Linked DNA regions of Zea mays: region 2 is linked to region 1. A link is a contact called in public Hi-C data. All regions are on one chromosome and are shown on one strand. The core of a region is the stretch at or near the end of the contact, and the rest is flanking DNA. Distances in the headings are between cores, read along the strand shown. Region 1 overlaps LOC100274068. Region 2 has its middle 8.1 kb from the start of LOC100275916.

Evidence for each region. Hi-C and Micro-C count contacts between places; a contact is called where the count stands out from the background.
Region 2: a contact with region 1 is called in a Hi-C map of ear, with 4 times the contacts expected there. The contact joins two enhancer-like sites. A contact is called at or near these places in 5 of 25 Hi-C or Micro-C datasets (ear, leaf, tassel and 1 more).

What each region holds. Positions count from the first base shown.
Region 1 is chr1:69,116,702-69,121,361 of Zm-B73-REFERENCE-NAM-5.0, reverse strand. LOC100274068 reads right to left here. Exons shown (of 7, transcript NM_001348667.1): 4 at 4,246-4,432; 5 at 3,856-4,170; 6 at 3,075-3,763; 7 at 1,979-2,946. The coding sequence ends at 2,254. It also overlaps the pseudogene LOC103644705. Among protein-coding and RNA genes, the nearest start is that of LOC100274068, 11 kb to the right of the region's middle. Within about 2 kb of position 2,386, at least 6 of the 20 cell types and tissues checked have an H3K27ac peak or open chromatin away from gene starts, as enhancers often do.
Region 2 is chr1:69,387,185-69,391,844 of Zm-B73-REFERENCE-NAM-5.0, reverse strand. No RefSeq gene overlaps it. Among protein-coding and RNA genes, the nearest start is that of LOC100275916, 8.1 kb to the right of the region's middle. Within about 2 kb of position 1,959, at least 3 of the 20 cell types and tissues checked have an H3K27ac peak or open chromatin away from gene starts, as enhancers often do.

The DNA of each region.
Region 1 (4,660 bases), core at 1,137-3,636:
GCATTCGTGTACACAGGTTGCGCTCCAAAGTAGTCCGCTCGGATTCTTGCATCGCCGCTCATGTGATCACGATGAATCCGAACACGCCCTGGAATCGAACCACCATGACGACGCTCGTTGCGTGCATGCCGCCTCCTATTGAGCATGTGCCTCGCTAAATCCAACTCTTCTTCTTCCTCTTCCATTTCTTCCATCAACCTAACAAGAAAATTCGATTCTAAGTAGGGGTTCATTGTTGTCGAGTTTGTACAGGGAAGGTTGAGTGAAGTATGCAAGCCTCACTCGCTATTTATAAAAGAAGTAGGCTTCGGAGACAAGCCATCCGCGTGTCGTGCAGAGGAAGCTAGTCGATGGCTTCTCGAAGAAGAGTTGTGGCTTACGGTAGAATCTTGTCAATTTGAAAACATTTTTTCGTACCGATAAAATACTATGCGACGTTTTATCGACAATAATTGCACACAACATAACAGCCAATGGTACATAATGTTGACAATTCGAAATAATTAATTAAAAAAATTAATAAATACACTTTTTTGCACATCATTTGTATAGCGCGAATTGGGAAGAAAACAAAGAAAACTGAAAAAGAAATGGAAAAAGGGAATCTGTTAACAGTGTAGCTTTAGGAGACGGAATTTAGGAAACGCTGCTGGAGACTGAGAATATATAGAGGGCAGAATCTTTTAGAGTGTTCTGTAAAGGACAGAGAATATTCCTTTAGGGGACGGAATTTAGGGGATGCTGCTGGAGACAGTCTTACAATGATGACTGCCTTGATGTGTGTGATGTTGAACGGGAAGTTGAACTCCTCCTCATCTTTGATTCTAAGCATGGTGCTCAGAATATCGTCGTCTTCCGCCACCTCAGCATCCTTGACCTTCTGCCTCGCCTCTCACGCCTCGATGATCTGGTCCAGCACCTGGTCGAGCTGCTCATGCGCCACCTGCAGGCGGCGTCGCATCCCAGTGGCGATGTCCAGGAACCGCATCGACGGGAAGAGGTCAGAGACGCAGAAACCAGAGCCGCTGCTCAGCACGACCGCCATCGCTGACAGGAATTTCGCCTTGTGCTCGTTGCTGAAGCGGTCTCCGAAGGTCGCCAGCCCAGTGATGTAGTTAGCACAGGAGACCAGCAGGCTGCCGAGGTTGACTGCTGCTGCTGGCTCGCCGCGGGCGCCACATGAACGGCGGCGGATCTCCCTGGCGAGGGACATGGTCTCGCTGTCCCCGATGGGCGCGAGCTGCCTCAGCTTGCGCAGCGCCCTCCGATAGGCCCCGTAGGGAGCAAAGGCGAAGTCGTGGCCGCCGTAGCCGATGATCTCCGTGGCGAGCAGGTACATAGGAAGGTCGGATCCGACGTTGTCGTAGGCGACGCACATGGTTGTTGGCCGCTATGCGCGAGCGAGGATCCCGCATGGTTGTTGGATGGAGGCGGCTGCGCGCATGGCGAGGGCGGTGGCGGGAGCGAGGATGGATGACAGATGAGGCATGCGGGGGCGGATCCGGCGCTAGGCGCGAGCGAGGATGGCATCGCAATCGGACGGTGGAGATGGAGGCGGGGGCATGGTTATGCCAAGTCTACACTATCGTCTTAAGGATTAGTAGAGATAAGATATAGTTTCAAAAGTTTGTTTTTCCAACATAAAGTCTACACTAGTCTATAATCTAAAATTAGGGTTTTATTGTTGAGCAGAACATTTTGTTGTTGGTGCCCTAGATTATGGTCTGGTTCCGCGTTCATCCCAACAAATACCAAACAAACCCTTTGATTCTCGCATCAAGATTTAAGGAATCCTATTTTGCAGTACTAACATAAATTGAGAAAACAGGATAGGGATGCATGTGTTCCGACAAAGTAGCATATGAGGCATTTATTAACATACCCCCCCACGTTACATTTCCTCGCCTGTCCAGACGTTGAGCCAGCCAACAAATAGTAACAATAAACAATAGTAATCCTTACATCACACCAGTGACTTACACGGGCAGCCGATTCCATCGGCTGCAAAATTTATCATGCATGATATGGTATCGCTTCGAATGTCTTTTTGCAGTGCAACAGCACACTCTATTTTCTTCTATGCAACAAAATGAACCAAAAACATACACAACCAGCACCATGCCACAATCACCAAAACAAACCAGAATAGACAGACATGGAGCGAAAATATGTTTCACATGTGTCTGATGCCAAGGATGCTCTGAGCTGTGTACCAGCGTGGAGCAGGCTCAGTGAAGTCAGCACCACCACTCTCTAGCCTGACGAGGCATGGCCACTTGTTGCAGAGGGCTTCGCAACGTAGATCTGCTTCATCCTACCAGTGCCTGAACTCCTGTCGGAACCAGAACCTTGATTCCTACCCTGGTACCCTGATCGTCGCTGCCACTCGTTACCAGTACCAGCCTTCTGAGTCGCACGGGCACGGCGATCCTGATTGTTAACCAGATGCTGGTATTGCGGGTCTGATGATGATGACGAGGACTGATGGGTCTTGGAAGGTATGCTGGTGACCTGGGGGGCGTTCGTGCTGCCAGCCGCCCCTGCTGCAATTCCAGGGTTGACTTTGGATGGGGTCACCCTAACCATGGCTTTGGCACTGGTTGGGACTTCATTGCTGATCAAGCCCGCCTGGCCAAACGAAGGCTGAACAGTTTGGGAGCTTGAGCTGGTTGAGGCTGGCTGTTCGACAAGACCTAACTCATCCCTGTACTGAGAAACGGCTGCATTTGGGAAGGTTTTGTTGCCGTCTGATGGCCCAGCAGAAGCAGAGGACTCCTGAAATCGGTTATTTGTACCAGACTTGTCTATTGGCACGTTATGAACAAACTGTTGTGTGGCTGTACCCTCTACTGGATGCTGCTTAAGTGCAACTGATAATGGAACTGAGTGTAGAGGAGGTACAGGCATATGTGGCCAGCACGTTTGCATCTGTATGTCTGTAGATGTCTGGAAAAATAGCAAACAAATGAAGAAAGCGTTGTATTAGCATAAAAATGCAAGAGTTAATTACACTATTTTTTTTCACTTGCAATCTAACTGTCTTGGCATGTATCTACAACAATTAAAATGCATACCTGGAAAGGAGCAATGTCGAACATGGTCAATGGAGACGGGATTGGCATGATAGAAGTTGGGCGTAGATGTGGAACTGGAGCAGGAACACTAGGAGCGTTTACTTGACCAGACACCATATTTTGGCTGTTTGGATCACTCTGGCTTACACCAACAATAGGTGGCCCTTGACTTTGCTTCCAGTCAGGCTGCTTGTCACCAGGGATATAAGTGGCTCCCATAAAACCAAGTCCCATCTGACCAAATTGACCTACTGGGGCGAAGTGGTTATAGACCACCATATGTGGGGGGGCTTGCACGCCTGGGATTCCTCCCGGAGTGATGAAAGGACCAGCGTACCCAGTTGGAGGGCGGTAGAAAGAGTCTACCCCAGAATGACACTGTGGCCAAGCTCCCAATGGTGCTGAAGGCAATGCATTGCTTCTTTGAGGGTGCTGACCTTGAGAACCAGCAGATTCGTCACTTGGGCCAAATGCAAAAATGTGCCCTCCTAACATCGAGTTCATATCAAAGCAGGAAAAGTGGGATGGCTGTGCACCATGAAACTGAGAAAGCATTGGCCCTGATGCTTGTGGACTGGCTATAGGAGGCCACAAGGACATGGATGGAGTATCAACCGATAAGTCTGCAGGAAGAGCAACTGCGAGTGGCTCTTCTGTGGATGATTGACCAGCTTGACCTGTTCTTGCCCCTGCTTCAGTTTTGTCCATAACACAATAAATATAGCTACATAATCATATAGCAATGTCTTAATTAAAGTAGTTGACAATGCAAAGATCATACCTCCTGATGTTAACCCACTGAGATCCTTGCTTGTAAAGCTCTTGTCTGGAGCCGATGCAGTAGTTGCATCAGCTGGAGATCCCTCATCAGTGCTAATAGCTGCCACAGCCACAGCAGAAGCAGCTGCTTCAGCCTCTGCTTCCGCATCCTCGGTACTCGGACATAATTCCTTGGAATTTGCCTTATCAGGACCACTGTTATCGCTAGGCAAGCCTCGATCGATCTTCATATCAGGCCTAGATGAACCTGGAGCTCCAAGACCACTTGAAACAGTTCGGCTGACTGGGGGTAGCATGGTTGGTGACGTTACTGCCCCTGGTCAATATTGTTATTCATTGTAAGTCAAGTCACAATAAACATCGTATAATACTGATGAAAAGTGCAGCTTACCAAATTGAATCTTCTCTCCAGCCAGAAGGGAGTTAATAGGACTAGCAGATGAAGGCAACACCTTTTCTGTGATTACTGTGGGAGACAAAGCATTGTTGGACTCCAACGAAAAGCCAGGCCCAGCCTGCTGTTCAAATTTAGCTGGTCCCATAGCTTCTTCAAGTTGAGTTTGAGTTAATGGCATGACCTACATGTGAATAAGTTGCAAATAAATAAATATATATATGAAGACTAGAGGATTAAGATAAAAACCATATTTCAGTGGCTAGATGTGAGGGACTAAAAAGTTTCTTCCTGAAAATCCAAATAAAATGTACAATTGCATTCAATAGAAAATGAATGTATAAATAAGTACAATAATTTGAAGGTAGGGACACTCATTAGAATGTACAATAAGAACTACTTAAACTGCATG
Region 2 (4,660 bases), core at 710-3,209, 270 kb before region 1:
TGAGAAGTGTTGCTGGGACGAGTGAGGATTCAGGTAACAATCCTCCTCAAAAGACTCATGCGCGGACTGTCCGGACATGTACCCAGACCGTCCGTGATTATATGCGGGTCGTCCGTTGTTGTATGCGGACCATCCAACTGGGTAGTTTAGATTCTGTGCCATATGTTGTGGCTCGGGTGCATGTCTGGGTAACTCATTGAAAATGGGCCCGGCCGTTGCTGGCCCGGACGGTCCGTGATCACGTGCGGACGGTCCGGGCATGTGCAGATCGGTTGATTTACTGCCGATTTGCGGTTGCTCAGGGTATGTGTCCATCGGCATCCCATAAGGGGTTGTGACTGATCGTGACAACCTATAGCCAATGTATTACGCGTGTTACCCCCTAATTCAACCTCACGCGAAAGAAAATTTGCAATACTAGATTTATCAAATGCACATACTAGTCTCCTATAATCGTTTTGCATACCCTCTATGATATTTCGCATTTGTTCTCGTTGTTCATCTACATAATTCTTAAGAGATTGTAGCTCGTTTGTATTACTTACATTGAGGATATCTGGTGTGGGTCGGAGCGAAGCCGGATCCGTCGCCCGTTGTTGGACGACTTTATTGTTCCTGTCCACCTTGAAGTTGGCTAGGAACTTCGCCCTCGCCTCTTGAATCAGCTGCTCCTTATGCTCCTCGAACTGGAGTTGTTCGTCATCCGGCAAGGTTTCCCAAGTCGGCTCTATAATGTTGATGGGGAGACTTCAGAACTATCCCTTGAACCAGCCATTGAGAGCCGATTTGATGGGTCTAGATGTGTTGTCCCCAGCGGAGTCGACAGAAAGTATGTTGACACCTTTTTCGGGCGCCAAACACTCAACAAGAACCAGCGGCGGTGCTCTCTGCACACGCGCGGATGGTCCGCGGCCAGGGGCCGGACGGTCCGCGACCTGGCGCAGGGCTAGGGTTTCCTGCCTGACGGCCGGACGGTCCGCGCGTGCGCAGGGGTGGCGGAAGTCGCCGGCGGCGCCTGGATCTCGCTCCTGGGAGGGACCCCGTCGGGGAGGAGAGATCCTAGGGGATGTCTAGGCTCGGCAGGCCGACCTAGGATCCTCTAATCGACGTAGAGTTGAAGAGAAGCGAAGAATTTGAGGATTGAGAGACTAAACCTAAACTAGACTAGAACTACTCCTAGGATAAAATGTAAATTGTATTGATTGAAGGTTCGATTGATTGATTAAATCGACTGTATTCCTCTGCTTTTATAGAGGAGGGGGGCTGAACCCGTTACCAATAAAATTTCGAGCTTATCCCGAGATTCTCGCCAACAAACATAACAAGAAACTCGGAACCCTAATCTGTTCTGCGCTTGCGCGGACCGTCCGGCTTCAGGACCGCACCGTCCGATGCTCTTTTTAATGCTCAACATGCACTATGTACACTAAACTTTCATGTACAACATATATGTCATTTTCTAAAGCATGCGTTACCAACTTATCGCAGGACTCACTGTTCACCTTCATTGTCAGTCTGCAATAGGAAATCACTAACTGGAACTCTGGAAGTCGATACTTCGAGCGATTGGGCAAGATAGAAGCCTATCAAAACCCGCAAAAAGACCAGCAAAACCCAAATCAAAATCGCGCAAAACATATACTCCCGCGCGACGGCGAGCGCATCTTATGCCGCGCCCACTATGCCACCGTCCGCACTCCCGCGCGGCGTCCATGCCGTCCTCATCACCTCAGGCCACCTCCGCAACCTCGATCCGCACCTCCAGGTCCCCCCTCTCCTCCTCGTCAACTCCCTGATCGCCGCCTTCTCCCGCGCCGCCCTCCCGCGCCTCGCGTTGCCGCTCCTCCGCCGCCTCCTTGCAGGCGCCCACCCGCTCCGCCCCGACTCCTTCACCTTCCCGCCGCTCGTTCGTGCCGCCCCGGGTCCGGCCTCTGCCGCGCAGCTCCATGCCTGCGCGCTCCGGCTGGGGCTCCTCCACCCCAACGTCTTCGCATCGGGTTCCCTCGTCCACGCCTACCTGCGTTTCGGCCGCGTCGCGGAGGCGTATAGAGTGTTTGATGAAATGCCCGAGCGGGACGTGCCCGCGTGGAACGCAATGTTGTCTGGGCTGTGCCGCAACACCCGGGCAGCGGACGCGGTTACGCTATTAGGGAGGATGGTCGGCGAGGGGGTCGCAGGGGACGCCGTGACACTCTCGAGCGTCCTGCCAATGTGCGTCGTGCTCGGGGACCGAGCGCTTGCTCTGGTCATGCACGTGTATGCGGTGAAGCACGGGCTGTCTGGCGAGCTATTTGTGTGCAATGCCTTGATTGATGTGTACGGGAAGCTTGGGATGCTAACGGAGGCTCATTGGGTGTTTGGTGGAATGGCATTGCGGGATCTGGTCACGTGGAATTCGATCATTTCAGCGAATGAGCAAGGTGGGAAGGTTGCTGCTGCGGTGGAGCTTTTCCATGGTATGATGGAAAGTGGGGTTTGCCCTGATGTGCTAACACTCGTTAGCCTGGCATCTGCTGTTGCTCAGTGTGGAGATGAACTCGGTGCAAAGTCAGTGCATTGCTATGTAAGGAGGCGGGGCTGGGATGTGGGTGACATCATTGCCGGAAATGCTATGGTTGATATGTATGCTAAGATGTCGAAGATTGATGCTGCCCAGAAGGTATTTGATAACTTGCCTGATCGAGATGTTGTGTCCTGGAACACATTGATTACAGGGTATATGCAGAATGGACTTGCTAATGAGGCAATCAGGATATACAATGATATGCACAATCATGAGGGTCTGAAACCGATTCAAGGGACGTTTGTCAGTGTTTTGCCTGCATACTCGTACCTGGGTGGATTGCAGCAGGGAATGCGGATGCATGCACTGTCGATTAAGACTGGATTAAATCTTGATGTGTATGTCACTACTTGTCTGATAGACTTGTATGCTAAATGTGGGAAGCTGGTAGAAGCAATGTTTTTGTTTGAACATATGCCTAGAAGGAGCACAGGTCCTTGGAATGCCATCATAGCTGGTCTTGGGGTTCATGGGCATGGTGCAAAGGCACTCAGTCTCTTCTCACAAATGCAACAAGAAGAAATTAAGCCTGATCATGTCACTTTTGTTTCATTATTGGCTGCCTGTAGCCATGCTGGCTTAGTTGATCAAGGTCGGAGTTTCTTTGATTTGATGCAAACTGTTTATGGTATTGTGCCCATTGCAAAGCACTACACATGCATGGTAGATATGCTTGGCAGAGCTGGTCAGTTGGACGAAGCTTTTGAGTTCATACAAAGCATGCCAATTAAGCCTGACTCTGCTGTTTGGGGCGCACTACTTGGTGCTTGTAGGATTCATGGGAATGTTGAAATGGGTAAAGTGGCCTCACAAAACCTATTTGAACTTGATCCCGAGAATGTTGGATATTATGTTCTGATGTCAAATATGTATGCAAAGATTGGGAAATGGGATGGAGTTGATGCAGTAAGGTCTTTGGTCAGGCGCCAGAATTTGCAAAAGACCCCTGGATGGAGTTCAATGGAGGTCAAAGGGTCAGTGAGTGTATTTTACAGTGGCACACAGACAGAACCCCACCCTCAGCATGAAGAAATCCAGAGAGGGCTACATGACCTTTTAGCCAAGATGAAAAGCGCAGGCTATGTTCCTGACTACAGTTTTGTCTTACAGGACGTAGAGGAGGATGAAAAGGAACAGATCTTGAATAATCATAGTGAGAGATTAGCTATTGCCTTTGGCATTATAAATACTCCTCCAGGAACTCCGCTCCATATATACAAGAATTTGCGGGTCTGTGGGGATTGTCACAGTGCTACCAAATATATATCAAAAATAACTGAAAGAGAGATCATTGTCCGGGATGCAAACCGGTTCCACCACTTTAAAGATGGACACTGCTCTTGTGGAGATTTTTGGTAACAGTTAAACATAAATACAACATTTTATTTCCCTGAGTTCTCCTGGTTATTTAATCTATATCTATACTACTATATTACGAACCTAATATGAGCATCTGATGCTACCACGACTTCACCCTCCGTGCTGACACTATAGGCCCGCCCCATTGTGCGCCGGCTGGTTCTCTCGCCCCACGCGCCCCGCCTCGGCGCCGTGCCCTGTGGGCCCCATGACCAACGCCCGCGCAACGCTTAGAGGTGACAATGAGTTCTAAATTTTACAATATAATATAAGATTTAAGGATCAGATTGGATTATGTCCGCTCTCTCAGCTACGCACCCGACCCCGTCCGTGTAGCTACCACCAGACCATACGTACCTTAGTGTTTAGAAATAAACAATAATTATATAAAAATAGTGCAGAACGAGCATTCGAACCCACGCCCACTGCTCCAGAAATTTGGGGTTAACCATCATACCACACGTACCTTAGTGTTTAGAAATAAATAATAATTATATTTGAATAAATATCTCAGTACCTATTTATATGATATATAAAAACCGTAGCAAAGTACGAGCAGGCTAGTGTCACTTGATGTGATGAAGAGGTTTAGGACTGAACTAAGTATTTAGCTGATACCAAAAGATAGAATGGTTTAATTCTTTATCTTGCAATACAGCTACCATATATCCTTGATCTGGTAGTCAATAACTTAGGTTGAAAATGTGTTGTTTTTCTTAACATAGTTGGGTGCCGTTT